3 separate regions of the Mus musculus genome follow, and all the other regions are linked to region 3. The links are chromatin contacts, called in public HiChIP or PLAC-seq and promoter capture Hi-C maps. All regions are on one chromosome and are shown on one strand. Each heading gives the region's core, a stretch centred on a gene start, on an enhancer-like site or on the middle of the called end of the contact. The rest is flanking DNA. Distances are from core to core; before and after follow the strand shown. Region 1 holds the start of Brap (BRCA1 associated protein). Region 2 holds the start of Naa25 (N(alpha)-acetyltransferase 25, NatB auxiliary subunit). Region 3 holds the start of Fam216a (family with sequence similarity 216, member A).

Region 1 (2,898 bases), core at 166-2,665, 710 kb before region 3:
CCCAAAAGGGTTATAGAAAGTGAAAGTTGAGCAGAAGTTGGGAAATCTTGGCATTAAAAGGCTTTAAGACATATTACATAGAAAATAGTATAAACACCTCTATATATTGTATGTTCCTGTTACAGGTACCATTTGTATCCATGGCCTCTCCCAGACCTCTTACACTATAGCATGTACACAATATTGTCCTTCCTGACATGTCATATTTTTTCTCCATATATGCACTAATCTTACCTGGCCTTTCTTCCTTTCTTTCTCCCTTTCTTTCTTTCTTTTCTCCTTCCTTTCTTTCTTTCCTTCTTTCTTTCTCTTATGTGTGTGTGTGTCCTGAACATTGTTTCGATTATATCGTGTGTATGTGTGTGTGTATTTTAGACACTGAACCCAGAGCCTATACCTAAAGCATTCTAACCCTTAAGTGCATTCCTCAGTGTGTGTGCTCACTATAGCACCTGCACAGAGGACAATCTTGAGTTAGTTCTATCCTGCCATCTTGTGAAGCACAAAGCCTTCAGCAGAAGCCTGGAAGTAACCCTGGCACTGATGAGGTGGAAAAGGCAGGAGGGTCAGAAGTTCAAGGACATCTGATTCCAATACGTAGAGAACATAGATTATCTTTTCTCCAATATATAGGGTTCTCAGTATCTTGGGCTACTCAAGACCTTGTCTCAGAACAACTCAAAACCTCAAAACAACTAAACAATGGCCAGACGGTGGTAGGGCAGGGCTGTATCCCACAACTCCAGAGGCTTAGGCAGGCAGATCTCTGAGTTCGAGGACAGCCTGGTCTACAGAGTGAGTTCTAGGACAGCTAGGCGTACTTGGAGCAACTCTGACTTGGAGAAGAAAACAACAAAAACAAACAAAAAATAAAACAAAACCAAACACATCCAAACCACAAAACCAAATTTAACCATGACCTATAGGCTTCCCAGCGTATCCCTGTCTCTTACACAGCGTTTTGTATCACACAACCGAGTGGTTATGCAATAACTAGCTCAGGATCGCACGAGTGCTGAAGCTTGTCCTGTCTGGGGCTGTTTTCTGTGTCCGCAAAAATAATCATCCCACGCAGCCCCGCAGTGCCCGGCTCTCAGTGGATTATCTGTGAAGTCATTGCGCTCCTAGCCAGCCCCTCGCCATACCTGCAGAAAGTTACAACCCTGAGGTCGAAGACCCAGGAAGCCTCAGAGTCTCTGCGGACCCATAGACTCTCGGTGAGCCCTGCGGGAAAACTAAGGAGGACAAACGTAGAGAGGGGTCAAACGCAAAATAGGAGCCAGGCGTCTTTGCGTGCTCTGCGCACGCTCCTCGGACCCTGTCCAGACGGTCAGCCAAGGGGGCAGAAGCAGCTGTCGAAAGCGCATGCGCGCCCGGGGCCTCGCCCCTTTCCGCGTGCGCGTGCGCGACCCGGCGGGTCAGAGACGGCGGCCGACAGGCGGAAGCGGAGGTTGTTGTGGCTCGGCAGGCTGCGCGCGACGGGGGCTGCCGCTGCTGAGGCGGCGGCCGCGGCTTCTGAGGCGGTGGCGGCGCTGCCGACCGCGGGCCGCTCGGCCTCTGGGCTCGGGCCGCAGCCTTCCGTCAGCCCACCGGGGCCCACGCCGAGCAGCGCCTGTCCTATGAGTGTGTCACTGGTGGTCATCCGACTGGAGCTCGCGGGTCACTCGCCGGTCCCCACCGACTTCGGCTTCAGCGCCGCCGGTGAGTCGGCGGCCTCGCGCCGGGCCGGAGGGTCGGCAGCCCTCGCTCCACCGGCCCCCGGACTTGCCGGGCGCCTCTGCTCGACGTCGCCCTCGCTGCGAGAAAGCGCGGCCCAGGGCGCGGGGGCGATGCTGTGCGCCTTTCCCAAGCTGGCAGTCAGACAGACCGGTGGGGAAAGGATTTGCCCAAAGTTAGGTGTGAGTGGCTGGAAACGCGAGTTTTAGCCCAGCCGGGGACCGAGAGGCTGACGTCTTCACCACCGGCCACAGACTTCCTTAGTGGGTCATGCAGCTTCGGCTCTTCCCGTGATCGTCACAACCTTACCTGATAGCATTGAGGATCCTGAAGTGAAGGCAGGAGGACAGGCAACCAGAAGCCAGGCAGGGTTGGGGGGGGGGGGCGGAAACCTGTCTCAAAAGACCGACGAGAAAAAGGTGTGTGTGGGAGGGCGATTGCTTGGTATCTGTCAAGAGTTTTGTCATGCCCTGAATCAGACTTGGTCTGATATGTGCCATACGGACTAAATGTCCCAAGTTGATGGAAAAGAGAAACGGACACTTAGTTTGGAGAGCTGGGCTGGCGCTCGTTCTCGGAAGGATGGCATCCTGGACACTCTGTGGGTCCATTCTTTGGAGCTGCAGTAGAAGAGTGTGTTGTGGTCTTTCTTGGTCTTTGAGACTCCAGTGACTTGATTTATTTCAAGGTTACAAGCGAAATTCCAGAGCTCAAAGTGACCCCTAGATCTGAAAGTCAGTTAAGTTGGCACTAGGCACAAACAGGTAACTTCATCCTGGCCCAGTCCTGGAGACATTTATGCAGTAAAGCCTAGGGGGAGAGTACCTACTGTGTGCTTAGATGTGTGGATCGGGTGCTGAGAACTCCTACTGTGTGCTTGGTTGTGTGGGTTGAGTGCCGTACTGGACAGGCCTGGTGCCTGCCTCAGAACTGATGTTAAGGAATTTCGGTCACATCTCCGGGTTTCTGAAATGCTGCTTATTCATTAATAAGTAGAGGGACAGAGGCAGACACTGGAAAAGAGCCTCATCCAGGGGGACACGCCATAGAGGAGCAGGAAAGCTATTGATTGATGTGCCAAGAAGTGAGAGGAATTTGTTCTGTCATTAGGTATTAATCTTTCATGTGTTCTCCAGCTGGAGAGATGTCTGATGAGGAGATCAAAAAGAAGACATTGGCTTC
Region 2 (2,750 bases), core at 235-2,734, 970 kb before region 3:
CAGAAATCCACCTGCCTCTGCCTCCCAAGTGCTTGGACTAAAGGCGTGCGCCACCATGCCCTGGCAGCTTTCACATTTTTACAGTGGATTACAACCTTTCTGAAGCTGCAACCTTTTAACACAGGGCCTCATGTTGTGGTGACCCCTACCCCCAACCATGAAATTATTTCATTGCTACTTCATAACTGTAACTTTGCTCATGTTACCAATTGTAAACATCTGAAATAGAATGAATGAGGGTCACGAACCACAGGTTGAGAACCACTGTGGTAGACAGAGAGACCCTCCACACTTTGGGTATTGGAGTGCCCACACACATATATACAGAAACACACATGAAATAACCAATGGTAAGCTTTTAAAACTTGTAAGGGACACATTCAAACAGTTATACATCTGTACAGGGTACTATGTATTGCCCCATACTTGTATACATTGTGTAATGTTTAAATCCCTAAGCTAAATCAGCTCAAACATGTACCATTTCTTCTCCCTCTCTTTTGAGACAGGGTCTTCCTATGTAGCTAGCCCAGTCTGGCCCTTACTAGCCTCTTGTCTTAGCCCCTTCAGTGCGGTAGTTACGGATATACACCTTACATACCGCTAAAGCTACAAGATTCACTGGTCTGTGAAAGTGTTACAAACGCCAAATCCAGTTACATGCAGCTGGAGAAGAGGAGCCATGAACTGAGGGAAAAATTGTTGGGGCAAGGAGGAATGCCAGCCAAATAGGGCAAGCAACCACTTGGTGGGAGAACCTTTTTATTTTTATTTCTATCCATTTCTTTATAGGGACAGGGTCTCTACATAGCCTTGGCTGTCCTGGAACTCATTATGTAGACCAGGCTAACCTCGAACTCAAGGAGATCCGCCTGCCTCTGCCTCCCGAGTGCTGGGGATACCTTTAGCTCCTTGTCATTATCGCCGCCCAAATAGCACTCATAACTCTGGGCCGTGCGAATTGTAAATCTGTACAAAGAAAGCTCATTATACCGTCTAGTGCCGTGGGAATGTTAAAAGCAACCTACTTAAAGAGCTTGCACTAGTGTCTAGCCACGCACAGCACTGAGTTCAGGGAACGGGTGGAGGAGGGCTCGCAGGCTTTTTCTACAGTTTCACTGTTGGGCAAGCACGCTCCCAGGGCTCCCACTCAACAAGTTCCAGGTTGCTTCACCATCAAGGGCCAAAACCAACTGGTTCTTCTAGCTGTTACAGTCAGTGAGATTAAACCGCACTCTCTCTCCACGCCTTCAACCACAACAACCGCCCCTGGGGTCCCGATGACTCCGCAGGCAAAAAAAAAAAAAAAAAAAAAAAAAATCAAACCACAGCGCCAATTAAAGGAGAGGCGAGCCACCCTTTCTACGCAGGCGCACTCCGCCGTACCTCCCCTCCACTATCGCGATAGGTCGGCGAGCTCGACGCTGGCCCTTTAACGGCCCCTTCCCGGGGGCCTGCTCAGCGCTTGCGCACTGAGGTTCTGCGCTTGTCATCATGGCGACGCGGGGCCATGTGCAGGACCCTAACGACCGGCGCCTCCGGCCCATTTACGGTGAGTACCCCGGAGTCGGTCTGTTAGCCACCGCGGCGAGACAAAGCGTGCCCCGGTTCGGGCGAAGGCCAGGGAGGGTCGCTGGGGTCGCGCGCGGGGTGGGGCGGCGAGGGGGCGGACCGCGCGGGGCGCTAGGCCGCAGCCTCGCCCTCGCTTAGGCGCGGACCCCGGCGTCGCTGGACCCGGAGGCGACAAGACAACGGTGGGTGCGCGCCGCTGTCAACTCTGTGCGGATCGCGCCGCCGCTTGGAGACCAGCGCTCCCGGCAGGTTGTTTTATTCCAGCCGCTCCCGAGGAACCCCCGCGCGGTCTTTTCTTGCAGGTGACAAGCGGCTCAGGCGCGACGGTGGGAGCGCTCGCCTCCGGAAGGGAGATACCCCAGTGATGATTGCTCTGGGTACCAGGATGAGGATCCGGGGAGGGCTGTCTTACAGAATGTAGTCTAAGTGCACGTGGGGAAACTGAGACCCGGAGAAGGGAAGGGGCTGATGCAAGGTCACTGAGACCCGAGTCCCATCCTGATGCAGGAACAGCTGTTCTGGGCACACGTGGGAGGCGGGGGGGAGGGGGTCGCGGGCCCCGAATAGCGGGCAAGAGATGGCAGGAGCTGGTGTTGCCGGAGCGGCCGGCCAGGCTGCTGGAATGGAAGGTTTTTTGTTTTTTTTAACCTTTCAGCACCGTGTCTGAGGTTTATTCTCTGCCTCTTGACTTCCTCGTGCTTTTGCTTGCGTTGAACCCTCCTCACGGCGCGCATCCCAAACCCCGCAGGCTTTCAAGATGTGTCTTTATCGTCATCTTCCCACCGTAATAGAATAAAAAGAATCACCAAACTGAGTCAGAGAGAAAACACTTTGCAGTGACTGAGATGTTCTGTTATTGGAAGCGGTGCCTTATTTATTTATTTATTTATTTTATTTAATTTTGCCATGTCTCGCTCGCCTCGTTGATGGTTGTATGGTCTTGTCTCAGGTAATGATGAGGAAGGAAGCTTTATCAAGGTCAGTGCTTTTTTTTTTTTTTTTTTTTTGGCTACAGCAGACCTCACGTTTTCAGTGTGGCTATGGGTTTTGGGCTCTTTCGTTTTTAGGGGTTTTCCTCTCCCCTTGGCAGAATGGGTGCTTGTGTCTCTAGCAAATTGGTACATATGTGGGTTCTTGCTTGCCAGTTTGATGTCTGTGCACCACGTGCATTCCTGGTG
Region 3 (2,700 bases), core at 30-2,529:
GGTAAATCTGGTCTCATAGCGTCCTAGTCTAATTCTACAGTGAGATCAAGCCTGTAGTTTGCTTGGTTCCTGTACTTAGCCACATGATATCTTTCTTGTTCTTTAATAGAAGTAATTTCTGTCCTGGAAAGAACAATTACGTTGTGCTGGAACTAGTACGCTGGTTTGTTAATTGTTTCCAATCATGGATCTGGTCTTTTTACTTTTTTCAAAAAATGAAATTGATTCCTGTAGCCGGGTAGTGGTGGCACACGCCTTTAATCCCAGCACTCGGGAGGCAGAGGCAGGTGGATTTCTGAGTTCAGGCCAGCCTGGTCTACAGTGAGTTCCAGGACAGCCAGGGCTACACAGAGAAACCCTGTCTCGGGGAAAAAAAAAAAAAAGTCTTAGCACCAAATATATATTTACAATAAAATGTACATTTAATAATAATGTACTTAATAAACATAAATATATTTTTATTTCATGGCCACGGATTCAGATTCTACAAGAGCCATGATTGTGGGCCTAGTTGGATCCCAGTCATCCCGCCTCTTGATTTTTTTAAGGAAGGAGGCCAGGAGGGGGACAGGGAAGCATGGCATCCAGCTGTGATATCAGAAGTCAACTGTCCTCAGCCATCTAGGGGACAGTTAAAACCTTCCCAGGCCCGAGGCGGCTGGACCCTCGGCTCCCCGCCAGGTTAGGAGCCCGAAAGCTCAGTCTCTGTCCTGCTCCGAGGCCGCCTCGGCAGCCGAGCCCCGCTAGAGCCCGCTCCCCCCCCCCCCCCCCCCCCCCCCGTCTCGCGCCTCCTCGGCAGGGGTTCCCAAGGCCGCCTCACCCTTCACCGCCTTCCGTCCGGGCCAAGGCGGGCGGCCCCGCGACCCCGGGCCAACGGCTCGGCATCCCGTCCACACGCGTGCACCACACCGGCTCTGAGTCGGCGGCCTCCGGCTCTCCCCACTCCGACCCTGCTCAAGTGGCCGCCGGATGGTGCGGAGGAAGACCCGAGTTCCTGGAGCTGTAGACCCGAGGGCGGAGGAACCTCAGGTAACCAGGCTCCTGCGCCTGGGCATCTCTCGCTGACAAGGACGCGTCAGGGCAAATCCATCCACACGCACCCTAAAGCAAGTATTCCTTATCCACCTCAGTATTCTAGACCCTCAGAGGACCTGCAGACCTTCGGTTGTCACCCTATGTGTCAAACCCAAGCACCGGTGCTGCGGCCCGGGGGCGCGGAGCGTAATTCGCGATCCGCTATCACCTAGGCAACCGCCTTCGCCGGAGGCCCAACCGATAACGGCTCTCGGCTCTTTCTCTTTCTCTCTCTGCGCACGCGTGAACGAACTCGTGTCCCCGCCTCCTCTCTGAGCACGGCACGCGTTTCGGAAGGCATTTTGGCCCTGGGGACGCTCCGTAGTCTATGGTGTAGTAAATACCCGTGCTGAACGAGCGATCTGTGGTTGCGATTGGCTCCTACGCACATTCCCCGGAACGCCGTGGCTGTCGCGCGAAGGCTGAAGGGAGTGTGGCCGTCGGCTGTGTGTGAAACCCCCGGAGAGGCGGCATGCCTCGATATGCGCAGCTCGTCATGGGCCCCGCGGGCAGCGGGAAGGTGAGCCTGGAGGAGCTGCGGTGCGTGGGTGGCTGGGCTCCGGGGAAACCCTGGGTATACGGCTTCCTGCTCTCTGCTTGTACCTTGCTTTTTTTTTTTTTTTTGTTTGTCTGGGAGTGATAGCAGCTTTAATAGCTCTTGAGCGGCTTGAGAGAGGGCTGAGCGCTCAAGAGCTTGTTCTGTCCTCCCAAAAGACTTCAGTTCTGTCCAGCACCCAGACAGAGCTGCAGGACACCTTTGCTCCAGGAACTGCCCTGGTCGTTCCAGGTGTCTTCATATCCATTCTGTGTGCTTGATCCTATACCCATTCTACAGATTACAAACACAGAAAGGTTTATTTTGTTCAAAATCATACGCTTACTTAGGTCCGCCCCGGAATCTGAGTCTGGGTTGTTGGTCTTTTTGTTTTTTTGGTTTTTTTTCCCCTGTCTAATTCCAGACAAGGCCCCCTGCCACGCACCCAGTATGGGGTCTTTTCTTCCCTTTTTCTCAGAAGTTTGGAGTATGGGTTTCAGATAAGTTTGTAGATATGCACTGTTTGTGGGCATTTTTTTCTTTTTCCTTTGAGACAGGGTTTTTCTGTGTAGCCCTGGCTGTCCTGGAACTCACTCTGTAGACCAGGCTGGCCTTGAACTCAGAAATCCGCCTGCCTCAGCCTCCCACGTGCTGGGATTAAAGGCGTCTGCCACCACTGCCTGGCTCTAGTTTTTATATTTATTTTTTTTGTGTGATACAGTGTTTCTTTGTGTACATATTAAGAGAATGATGCTAAGGACACTTAAGCACAGTAGAAACGGCAATGGTGACATTTGAGGGATGCCTAGAGTCTATAGAGGTGTTTGTATCATTTTAATATTTAATAAATACAATATTCAGAGTACTAGAGATGGCTGTGTGACTCCACAGGGCCTGTCATCTGATCTGGAAGGTACACAGCTCACCTGTCAGTTACAGTGCATCTGTATGGTGGGGCTGTCCTAGGTAGAGAGAACAGGCTGTCAAAAGGAAGCGTGGAGCGTGGAGGAGGTCATTTCTGTAACCTACGTTAATTTGTAGACTGTGTTAAAGAAACATCCTGAGCCCACGCCCTGCATCTAGATCTGCAG

Evidence for each region. Promoter capture Hi-C pulls out the DNA fragments that hold promoters and counts their contacts. HiChIP or PLAC-seq counts read pairs in DNA pulled down with a chosen protein or histone mark.
Region 1: a contact with region 3 is called in a promoter capture Hi-C map of the HPC-7 cell line. The contact joins the promoter of Brap here to the promoter of Fam216a in region 3. A contact is called at or near these places in 2 of 39 promoter capture datasets (the HPC-7 cell line and cranial neural crest) and 1 of 9 other capture datasets (pancreatic islet).
Region 2: a FOXA1 HiChIP or PLAC-seq map of pancreatic cancer cells shows a contact between it and region 3. The contact joins the promoter of Naa25 here to the promoter of Fam216a in region 3.

Annotation. Positions count from the first base shown.
Region 1 is chr5:121,659,148-121,662,045 of GRCm38.p6, forward strand. It overlaps Brap (BRCA1 associated protein), which reads left to right and starts at 1,416. Exons shown (of 12, transcript NM_028227.3): 1 at 1,416-1,701; 2 at 2,853-2,898. The coding sequence starts at 1,620. It overlaps Acad10 (acyl-Coenzyme A dehydrogenase family, member 10), which reads right to left and starts at 1,363. Exons shown (of 21, transcript NM_028037.4): 1 at 1,146-1,363.
Region 2 is chr5:121,396,511-121,399,260 of GRCm38.p6, forward strand. It overlaps Naa25 (N(alpha)-acetyltransferase 25, NatB auxiliary subunit), which reads left to right and starts at 1,485. Exons shown (of 24, transcript NM_172722.4): 1 at 1,485-1,552. The coding sequence starts at 1,495.
Region 3 is chr5:122,371,063-122,373,762 of GRCm38.p6, forward strand. Fam216a (family with sequence similarity 216, member A) reads right to left here and starts at 1,280. Exons shown (of 7, transcript NM_026883.4): 1 at 821-1,280. The coding sequence starts at 885. It overlaps Gpn3 (GPN-loop GTPase 3), which reads left to right and starts at 1,446. Exons shown (of 8, transcript NM_024216.2): 1 at 1,446-1,594. The coding sequence starts at 1,547.